Regions from separate parts of the Mus musculus genome. Here region 2 is linked to region 1. The links are chromatin contacts, called in public promoter capture Hi-C maps. All regions are on one chromosome and are shown on one strand. Each heading gives the region's core, a stretch centred on a gene start, on an enhancer-like site or on the middle of the called end of the contact. The rest is flanking DNA. Distances are from core to core; before and after follow the strand shown.

Region 1 (4,665 bases), core at 1,162-3,661:
GGGCTGTCAGAGTTGACTTCTATTTATTTTATTTTATTTTTTGGTTTTCGAGACAGGGTTTCTCTGTGTAGCCCTGGCTGTCCTGGAACTCACTCTGTAGACCAGGCTGGCCTCGAACTCAGAGATCCGCCTGCCTCTGCCTCCCAAGTGCTGGGATTAAAGGCATGTGTCACCACACCCGGCTAAAGACAGTTTTTAAGAAATCAACTCTGAAGCTGGGCAGTGGTGGCTCATATCCCATGGAGGACACACGCAGTCAGCATTTTCCACTGTTGGGGCTCATCTTGCTCACCTGGCTTAAAGAACTGGTCTTTGCCTTTATGTGGTTAATCCCTCACTCATAACTGGCTATATGGATGCACTTACACGCTCTTTCAGATTTCTAGATTAGACCTTAATAAGGGGATAGGTTGAGGAGGTAATTGTGTGTGTGTCTGTGTGTCTGTGTGTGTAATCTCCAGAAGGAGAGGAAAAGAGGCTTTCAAGTCTCAGCTCTGCAATCTCTAGCATATAACTCTAGAAAAGTTATGTGGCAACCTATAAATATAAACCTTTAAAGCCCTAATGGTCAAATAGGGCTTTAAAGCCCTTGTTAACAAAAAGTTTGTGCTTGTGTTTTGTAAGAGGTACATCTGTCAGAATCCTGTTTTAAAATACAACGTCCTTGGGAAGAATAACATTTTAGAAAGTTAATACCATTTAATGGATTTTTCAACTACTGACTGAGATAATACATTAGTAGGATAAATGGTTAAGATTTCCAGTTTGGGAGCCTGTGAGAGGGCTCAGTGGGAACGGGTACTTGCCAGGCTGGATAACCCACATGGGAGAAGGAAACCTGCTCTTGCAAGTTGTCTTCTGGCCTCCGCTCATGTGCCATGGCATGCATGCCCCACTCCAATAAGCAAATGTAATAATTACTTTAAATTCCTTTTTGACCTGGCTTCCTTTTGCCAAAGCTGCTTGGTTGATATCTGAGAGTGGAGATGACTTCTCAGAGCTCCTGAAGTCAGAGCTCAACTTTTGAAGACAAGAATTTTGTATGCAGCACACGCTGGCTTCCAGCTTCTGCCTCAACACCCCAAATGCTGTAATTGAAGAGAGTTAATCTTCAACTTTGATGTAAACCAGCTAGTAAATTCTGGTACGTTTATGTCGTTGTTGTTGTTTGTATAGTATAAAAAAGAGAAACATCCTTCTGTGAAGGTATTTTTTTTTTTTTGGAAGCAGATGAACTTTATTTTTGAAATGCACAGGACACATGGAACAATTTTTCACTGTTGTAAAATCTTCATGTCTCAGAACTATAGGCCGGTTTGAATAAACACTTAAGTTTGTGTTCTTGACCCGGAGTCTGAAAAATAACTACAAATCCATCCTCTGGTTACACAGGTGAAAACCAGTAACTTTTTATTGTTTGTTTAAACAACTACACAAGCAGCACGCAGAGGGAACGAGCAGGGGATTCTCTGTAGCACTGAACATGACGCTAAACGTAGAACAACACCTGCTACAAAGCAGAGAGAGGAACAGTATTACGAGTTCTGTTACTTGGCTTTAAGCCCAGTTCAGAAGATACAGGACTCTGACGTTTCCGCACATCTTTGTTTCCGGGCTTTCTCCTGTGTAAAGCGTTGTTGGGATAGGAGGGATGTAAAACTAGGCGTGCAGAAACAACTTGTAAGGGCTGCTATTGCTAATTCGGAATGTGTCAGCCGTCAGTAACGGCGCATTAGCTGCCATTCACCGAGGGCAGCTTCTGGGCTTTCTCCTCAGCTAAGTCGAGGGAAAAGCAGCAGAGCGTTTTAAAATAGGAGCACCGCATTTTGGAATTCTTCCTGTCCGTGACAGCAGTAACCTTGGAAACCAGGCTGCTAACACATCTCAATCGCAGAGCATCCTCAAGCTTAGCTTCTCTTGCTGTATTGTCTGGGCACCGCTATTCTGGGGGCTAATGTCAACTGTTTTTGTTTTTTTCCACCTCGGTGGCACAAACAACACCTAGCATAAAACCTTGCTAGACACCCATCAGGTCCCATCTTACCTAGAGCCTTCCCTACTTGGTGGCAGTCTCAGAATTGGTCCTGACAGAGGACACTCTGCCAAGGGGCCCGCTGATAGCAGGACCTCCCTAAACCTGGCCTCAGGGGACACCACCAGGTAACAGCACCACGCACACCCACCCAGGTACGCCGCGCGACCCCGACCCCGCGCCCCAGCCTCCAGAGAACCCTCGCGAGACAAGACCGCAAGGGGACGAGAAGAAGCCCACTATCTCGCGAGAAGAGGGGGCGTCGGCGGAAACGAGCTAATGCCCCCCTGGGCGCCCCGGCCCCAGCCGGTGGGCGTGGACCGAGGAAACCCGCCCCCTTCCGGCTCGCGTCCCCGCCCCCAGCCTTGAGGCATCGGGTCGCGAGTACCAGCGCCGGCTTCTCCCGCTTCCCTGCGGCGGGAGCCCGCTGGCCTTCGACTCTCGGAGGGGGCGCGGCGGGGGCGCAGAGGGGGCGGGGAGGACCCGCGACGCCCCGCCCCCCTCCGCGCTCTGGCGGCTCGGCCCGTCCCTTGGGGTCCGGGTCCCGAGGCCGCTGAGACAGCAGGCCGGCGCTGCCCGCAGGTGTCGGCGGCAGCGGCGGAGCCACCGGCCTCATGGTGGGTTTCGGGGCCAACCGGCGGGCCGGCCGCCTGCCGTCCTTCGTGCTGGTGGTGCTACTGGTAGTCATCGTCGTCCTTGCCTTCAACTACTGGAGCATCTCCTCCCGCCACGTTCTGCTTCAGGAGGAGGTGGCCGAGCTGCAGGGCCAGGTCCAGCGCACCGAGGTGGCCCGCGGGCGCTTGGAGAAGCGCAATTCGGACCTCTTGCTCTTGGTGGACACGCATAAGAAGCAGATCGACCAGAAGGAGGCCGATTACGGTCGCCTCAGCAGCCGGCTGCAGGCCAAGGAAGGCCTGGGGAAGAGATGCGAGGATGACAAGGTAAGGTCGAGCCCTTTCCTCGGCCCTCCTAGACTTTTTCTTTTCACTTCTGGGTGGGGTATTAATATTCGCCCGCCGGCGATTGCTGTATGCCGTCAGCGTGGTAGCCCTGGAAGCTCCCCAGACCCCCAGCAACCCTGTTTGTTGTCAGACTTTCCCGGTGTCAGCGCCACATTCTCTGTTCGCTTGCAGAGACTGTAAGTTCTGGTTCTCTAGAGTGGCCTATGTGTGGATACCACCTTTCCTCCAAGCTCAGCTGCTGAGCTGGCAGTGGTTATCATCTGGCCTGTGTGGCCGCCTTCGTTCCCGGCACACAGGCTGCCAGGTATATGTATGGGCATTGTCTCATCCACCTCCTGTGCAGACTGATCAATATTAATTTATTTCAGAATGCGGCCTTCTTCCCTTCTGGTGCTCAACATGTATTTGTCAACAGTATGGCTTTTTAGAAATCTCTATAAATTGATGTATTTTGCTAAGTAGATTTTTAAAAAATGAATTTTGTGTTGAAAGTGTTGTTATAGATGAGTCAGGAACCCGTATATGAGCCACACTTGTGACTTGAGTGCGGTTAATCCATTATCTTCTCAATTTGAATTGTTAATGAAATTAGCCGAAATGGTAGAATCTAAAAATAAGTTCTTAGGAACAGAATCTTATGTCTGTCGTTATAATTCTTGAAAGAAAATAAAATTGTGTGTGCTTAAATAGCTCTTAGGGCTGCTGCTTAATGCAGATAGAAAATACAAAATTTTAAATTTAAAAATCTTAAGTCTGGACTATGATCATGTCCTACTTAATAGGATCTGTTTTCACTATTTTATTGACAGTTTATAACTTAGGCAACTTCAGTTGGTATATCAGAATTCTGAAGACTTCTAGATAGGTACTATAGTAGATGACTTCTTTTCTACACTCTTAAATCTTTTAAGATTAAATTTCTTCTTTCTTTATCTAGTGTGTGTGTGCATGTGCATACACATGTGTGGAGATCCGAGATCTGGAGTCAAGTTCTTTCCATCCATCCTGTGGAGCTGACTTCTGTTTATCTGTCTTGGCAGCAAGTGCTTTTAGCTGCTGAGCCGACCCTTAAATTGAATTTCATTTGTGTGTGTATTCACCCTAATGCACATGTGGATGTCAGAGGATAGCAGTCAGATTTCTCCTTCTACCAAGCAGGTCCTGGGGATGGAACTCAAGTTCTATGAGATTTTTAATGAGCTTCCAACCTTCCTACCCTCATTGGCCTCTACTTTCTTACTTATCGAAAACTGAGCCTCTCAGTTGTTTTCTTGTTCCCTTTTCTTCTTTATACAGTATGCACATCCTCTGAGAAGGCTAGAGATCAGCAGACAGATGTACCTTCTATACACTGAACTGTAAAACATGGATACAGTAGGTAGAGACCCGTAAGAGCTTGGAGTATTAAAATAAGATCTTCAAGATGGACCGTTTTGATCTAGCATTCTTTGTCTTGTGGTTGTGCCTCAAAAAGTGAGCTCTCGACTGTTTCTTTTCTCTGTCATCTGATGGACTTTGACCCTGTAAAACTCTTTTTTTTTTAAAAAATTATTTATTATACATAAGTGCACTGTAGCTGTCTTCAGCCTTCAGCCATGCCAGAAGAGGTGTCAGATCTCATTATAGATGGTTGTGAGCCACCATGTGGTTGCTGGGATTTGGACTCAGGAC
Region 2 (4,665 bases), core at 658-3,157, 760 kb after region 1:
CTACATCTTCGTTTTCTAAGCTTCCAAAACTGTAAGAAGTAAAGCTCTGAATGCAAGTCATGCAATTATGTACATGAAGGCAAAGCACATACACATAAAATGAGATAAATAAAATCTGTAAAGGGGCTGGAGAGTTAAGAGTTAAGAGTCCGAGAAACTGAGTTTAGCTCCCAACACCCACATGGAGTGATTTACAAACATCTATAACTGTAGCTCCACGGGATCCAATGCCTCTGGACTTCATGTGCACCTACATAATCTCTCTCTCTCATCATACACACTATTTTTTAATGGAAAAATATAATTTGCTATTGCTTATTATAACCTGAATAGCGTGTGGTACTTTGTTAGAATAGCTTGACAATATTATAAGAATACATACTAAAAAAAAAAAAAAAAAAAATACATACTGTGTGAACCCTGAGGAAAATCTAGCGGAAGCTTCGGTTGCAAATGTCCGGTCCGCCAAGGGCCCTCGGCCTTCATTTGTTGGTTCTGGACTCCCTCTAGTGGTGCACACGTTTGTTGCTTTAAATAGTGCTCATAAAATTGCCAAATTTGGAGTCCTGTAACCAACAAAAGGACCACAGAACTGTTATTATGTTTTTCTTTTCAAGGTTTTCTTTTTCTTTCTTTCTTTCTTTCTTTCTTTCTTTCTTTCTTTCTTTCTTTCTTTCTTTCTTTCTTTCTTTCTTTCTTTCTTTCTTTCTTTCTTTCTTTCTTTCTCTCTCTCTCTCTCTCTCTCTCTCTCTCTCTCTCTCTCTCTTTCTTTCTTTCTTTCTTTCTTTCTTTCGATACCTTTCTCCATTCTGTAGTTTAGGCTTGCCTAGACCTCACTAAGTAGCCCAGGTAGAACTATAAATTGTTCTAATCCTTATTTAGTCTCCCAAATGTTGTGATATAGGTATGAACCATCACAGCAAGCTTAGAATGGTTTCCTGCAAGATTGTAAGTATGATGAATTCAGATGTATGGATGACTGAAACAATACAATGAAAATGGTCTGACTCAGAGGAGCAGGATGGGTTAAGGCTGCCTGGGAAAGATAATCTATAGTTTTACTGAGAATGTGTGAATGAGTTGAGGGCCCAGAAACACAATCCCTTCCTGATATTTGTGACACAAGGAGGGGAGTGGCTGTTTTAGTGGGGATGCTGTATATTTCTTGGCCAAGGTCAGAGAACTTTATAGTTTGGCCCTGAACGGGATCAGCCTCTTTATGCAACACGAAAAAACATGTACTGTCCTCCACACCATATCCCCACTAACTTAGCCTCTACCCCTGTTTTAAATCAGTGCTGAAATCTGAAAGGTTAAGTTCACTCTAATTGCCTCAGTGGGCATCAGTTATGACTCTCAGCTGTACCTTTCATGCGACCATGGTCAAAATATGCAGAGAAAAACCTCTTAAGATCACCCTATTAAACTTCCGTTTCCTGGTCAGTTCTTTACCACAGCTATCCACACGCACGCTAGCTTTCACACACATCCCTTTACATATTGAAGATGGTTATTATGTCTTATTATTAATGTCTTCTTTCCCATTTCTAGACGCTCCAAGTCTTTGGAACGAGGATAAAAGATCTTTCATAAGATGCGAGTATCATGATTAATTTGGCGGGTATTTTATTTACACCTTGTTTATATCTGTAAGCACGTTACACCTTGTCAGCAGTTTGGGTTTTCTTTTTTTCCTTAAGAAATCTTTTTACTTCACAAAATGAAAACTCTTATGGCCTAATGGAGCAGCCGTATGTCTGTCAGATGCCAGCGGAGACCTTTTCATTGAGGCTCTTGGACCGACTACCGGGCGTCTGATGTTTATGGAGAGCCAGGCTTTTCTCACTTTCCCAGAAGTCCTTTCGACCGTCAATCAGAGGCTTGTTCCTTCTTGGCGCATGCGCGCCGCCTGCATCCGGCAGCCGGGTGGATTGCTGCCGGGCTTTCCCCGGCGTGGTTCCCCGAGTCATGGCTCCGGACTCGGGGCCCTTCCCCGACGGACAACTTTTGAAGCTGCTGCCGGTGGATCCCCGGGACCGGGACACCCAGCGCTGCCGCCTGGGGCCGGCCGCCTTCCGCAGCTTGGGTGCGCGCCTGGGCTCGCCGCTGAGGATCTCGTTGCCCGCCGGCGGCTGCTGCCTCTGCACGGCCTGGCCGCGGCGCGACAGGGTGGATGGCTTTGTGCAGCTGGACCCGCAGTGCGCTAGCCCCGGGGCCCGGGTGGCCACGGGGAGGATAGGTATGGACTGCTTGCAACCCGTGCCCTGTCCGCCCCTGCGGCGCCTAGAGGTGTGGCCGGTGCTGCGGCCCCAGGCGGGAGCCCCGAGTTCCGCCGCGGTGCTGGAGGTAGTGCACGAGCTGCTGCGCAACCGGCCTGTGTCTCGGGGACACGTGGTGACCACCCCGCCGGGTGTCCCCGGCCCTGTCGCAGCTCTGCACGTGATGGGCGGGACACCGGACCCAGAGCCCGGCGGGTGGGTCACACCGCATACCCGCATCACGCTCAGTGACAAGCCTCCGCCACAGGTCGAGCCTCCCGGGGAGGTGACCCTTGGGGGTCTGTCGGAGACCGCCGACTCCCTACGGGAGCTGCTCCGCCTGCCGCTGCGCTACCCGCTCGCCCTAGCCGCGCTGGGGCTGGCTGTGCCCCGCGGGGTGCTCCTGGCGGGCCCCCCGGGAGTGGGCAAGACCCAGTTAGTGCGGGCCGTGGCGCGCGAGACTGGCGCCGAGCTGCTGGCGGTGAGCGCCCCGGCGTTGCAGGGCTCCCGGCCCGGGGAGACCGAGGAGAACGTGCGGCGCATCTTCCAACGAGCCCAGGAGCTGGCCAGCCGCGGACCCAGCCTCCTCTTCCTGGACGAAGTGGATGCCCTGTGTCCCCGGAGAGGCGGCCCGCACCGAGCTCCCGAGAGCCGAGTGGTGGCCCAGGTGTTGACGCTGCTGGACGGCATCCACAGGGACAGGGAGTTTGTGGTTGTGGGAGCCACCAACCGGCCAGACGAGTTAGACCCAGCGCTTCGCAGGCCGGGCAGGTTTGACAGAGAGGTAAAGTTCCTGAAAGCTCGCCTTTTTGGAATGTTGGGTCAGGCAGGAGTTGTAGATCACTTGTCACATGCAAGCTAGAACCTGGGTTCAAATCGTTCTGGGAAGCAGGATGGTCATTTGCTTTGTTGAAGTAACTAATCCTGATGCATGCATATTAAACTGAAATAGCCTTTGGAATGAGAACTTAGTCACAGTAAGAGAAGGCAGGGAAGGTGAATAAAAACAGGCATAAGCCCTTAAATGTATTCAAATGTCAGGATACCAGCTTCCTGTTCTACGTTGTCAGGGCTGGCTTTTTTAGCGTCTTTGGTACTCAAGTGATTTTTTTTTAATTTCTAAGCAATTATTAGTAATTAAATAATAATTAAAATTTGTGGTAGGATTCTCTTAAGACTTTGGAGGACCTGAATGGATTTCTTCCTTGAACCATCTATTAAAGGGCCCTGCTTCCAAAGAACAAGGACCTAGATTATCTAGTCTGCTATTTGATCCCAGATTGTCAGAACTTGGTGTGTTCTTAAAAAACAACGAAGACTTCTTCAGTGAAATACAGAGTTTTCATTGTGGAGATTCTAGCCACTGTTGTTCCACTGGACAGTTATCATTTTCTTGTATTCATAATCCAAGGTGTGCTTAGAAGTTCATGATACAAGTTCCACAAGGGTTTGCTGAATGACTGTACATACTGGTGAGGGTGCTTTTAAAGGAAGATTTTAAGTTGTCTACTTCTAATTTCTCTATTTTTTGCTTTGCCTGTAGGTTGTCATTGGAACTCCCACCCTTAAACAAAGAGAAGCAATTCTGCAAGTGATTACTTCAAAGATGCCCATCTCCAGTCATATTGATTTAGGTCTCCTGGCAGAAATGACGGTTGGCTATGTTGGTGCTGACCTGACAGCACTCTGTAGGGAGGCTGCCATGTGTGCCCTTCTCAAGAATGAGAAGGTAGGAAGTGTTCACCTGTCACTTTCAGATGAATGTAATGGTAATCTTTCAGATTAATATGACAGATCAATGTGGGGTTAGAATAGGTGCTACATACATTCATTCCTTGGCATGGCTGCTAGGCTCCACAGCTGTTTCGGGCGTGTGTGTGTGTGTGTGTGTGTGTGTGTGAGAGAGAGAGAGAGAGAGAGAGAGAGAGAGAGAGAGAGAGAGAGAGAGAGAGAGAAACAAAAACTGAGACCTTGCCTGATAAAGACCATCTTACTTCTAGAAGAGATTAAGACACCATAATAAAAAGCATGTGTGTGATTTTGTCAGGAGAGTTATTTCTGTTTGGCCGTCTATGACTTTGAACTGTATCATGCTTACCAAAGGCTGCAGGAGCAGAGCAGAGGTCTTCTGTTCTAGCCTGGATTCTGCACTCTAGCGTCTGTCACGTTTGTCTTTGCTGCTTCCTCTGCACACCGTTTTCTGAACAGCTTGAGACTACACTAGAGCCTTAAGTCACTTAGTCTTGGGGATGACACTGAGATGACATTGGGCAGTTTTGTTGTGAGTGTCGTGGAGTTGTGTGTCTATTCCAGCAAGATAGTGACGCCACTCTCATACATGCCTGTCACTCAGGCTGTAGGTGCACAGTGCTCCATTACAGCTAGTGTTGAGAACATGTGTGCCTCA

The links. Promoter capture Hi-C pulls out the DNA fragments that hold promoters and counts their contacts.
Region 2: a contact with region 1 is called in a promoter capture Hi-C map of pre-B cells, with 6 times the contacts expected there. The contact joins the promoter of Spata5l1 here to the promoter of Golm2 in region 1. A contact is called at or near these places in 3 of 39 promoter capture datasets (hippocampal neurons, liver and pre-B cells).

Annotation. Positions count from the first base shown.
Region 1 is chr2:121,864,559-121,869,223 of GRCm38.p6, forward strand. It overlaps Golm2 (golgi membrane protein 2), which reads left to right and starts at 2,412. Exons shown (of 10, transcript NM_001205369.1): 1 at 2,412-2,973. The coding sequence starts at 2,647.
Region 2 is chr2:122,628,718-122,633,382 of GRCm38.p6, forward strand. Spata5l1 (spermatogenesis associated 5-like 1) reads left to right here and starts at 1,908. Exons shown (of 3, transcript NM_001033256.4): 1 at 1,908-3,042; 2 at 3,802-3,987. The coding sequence starts at 1,969.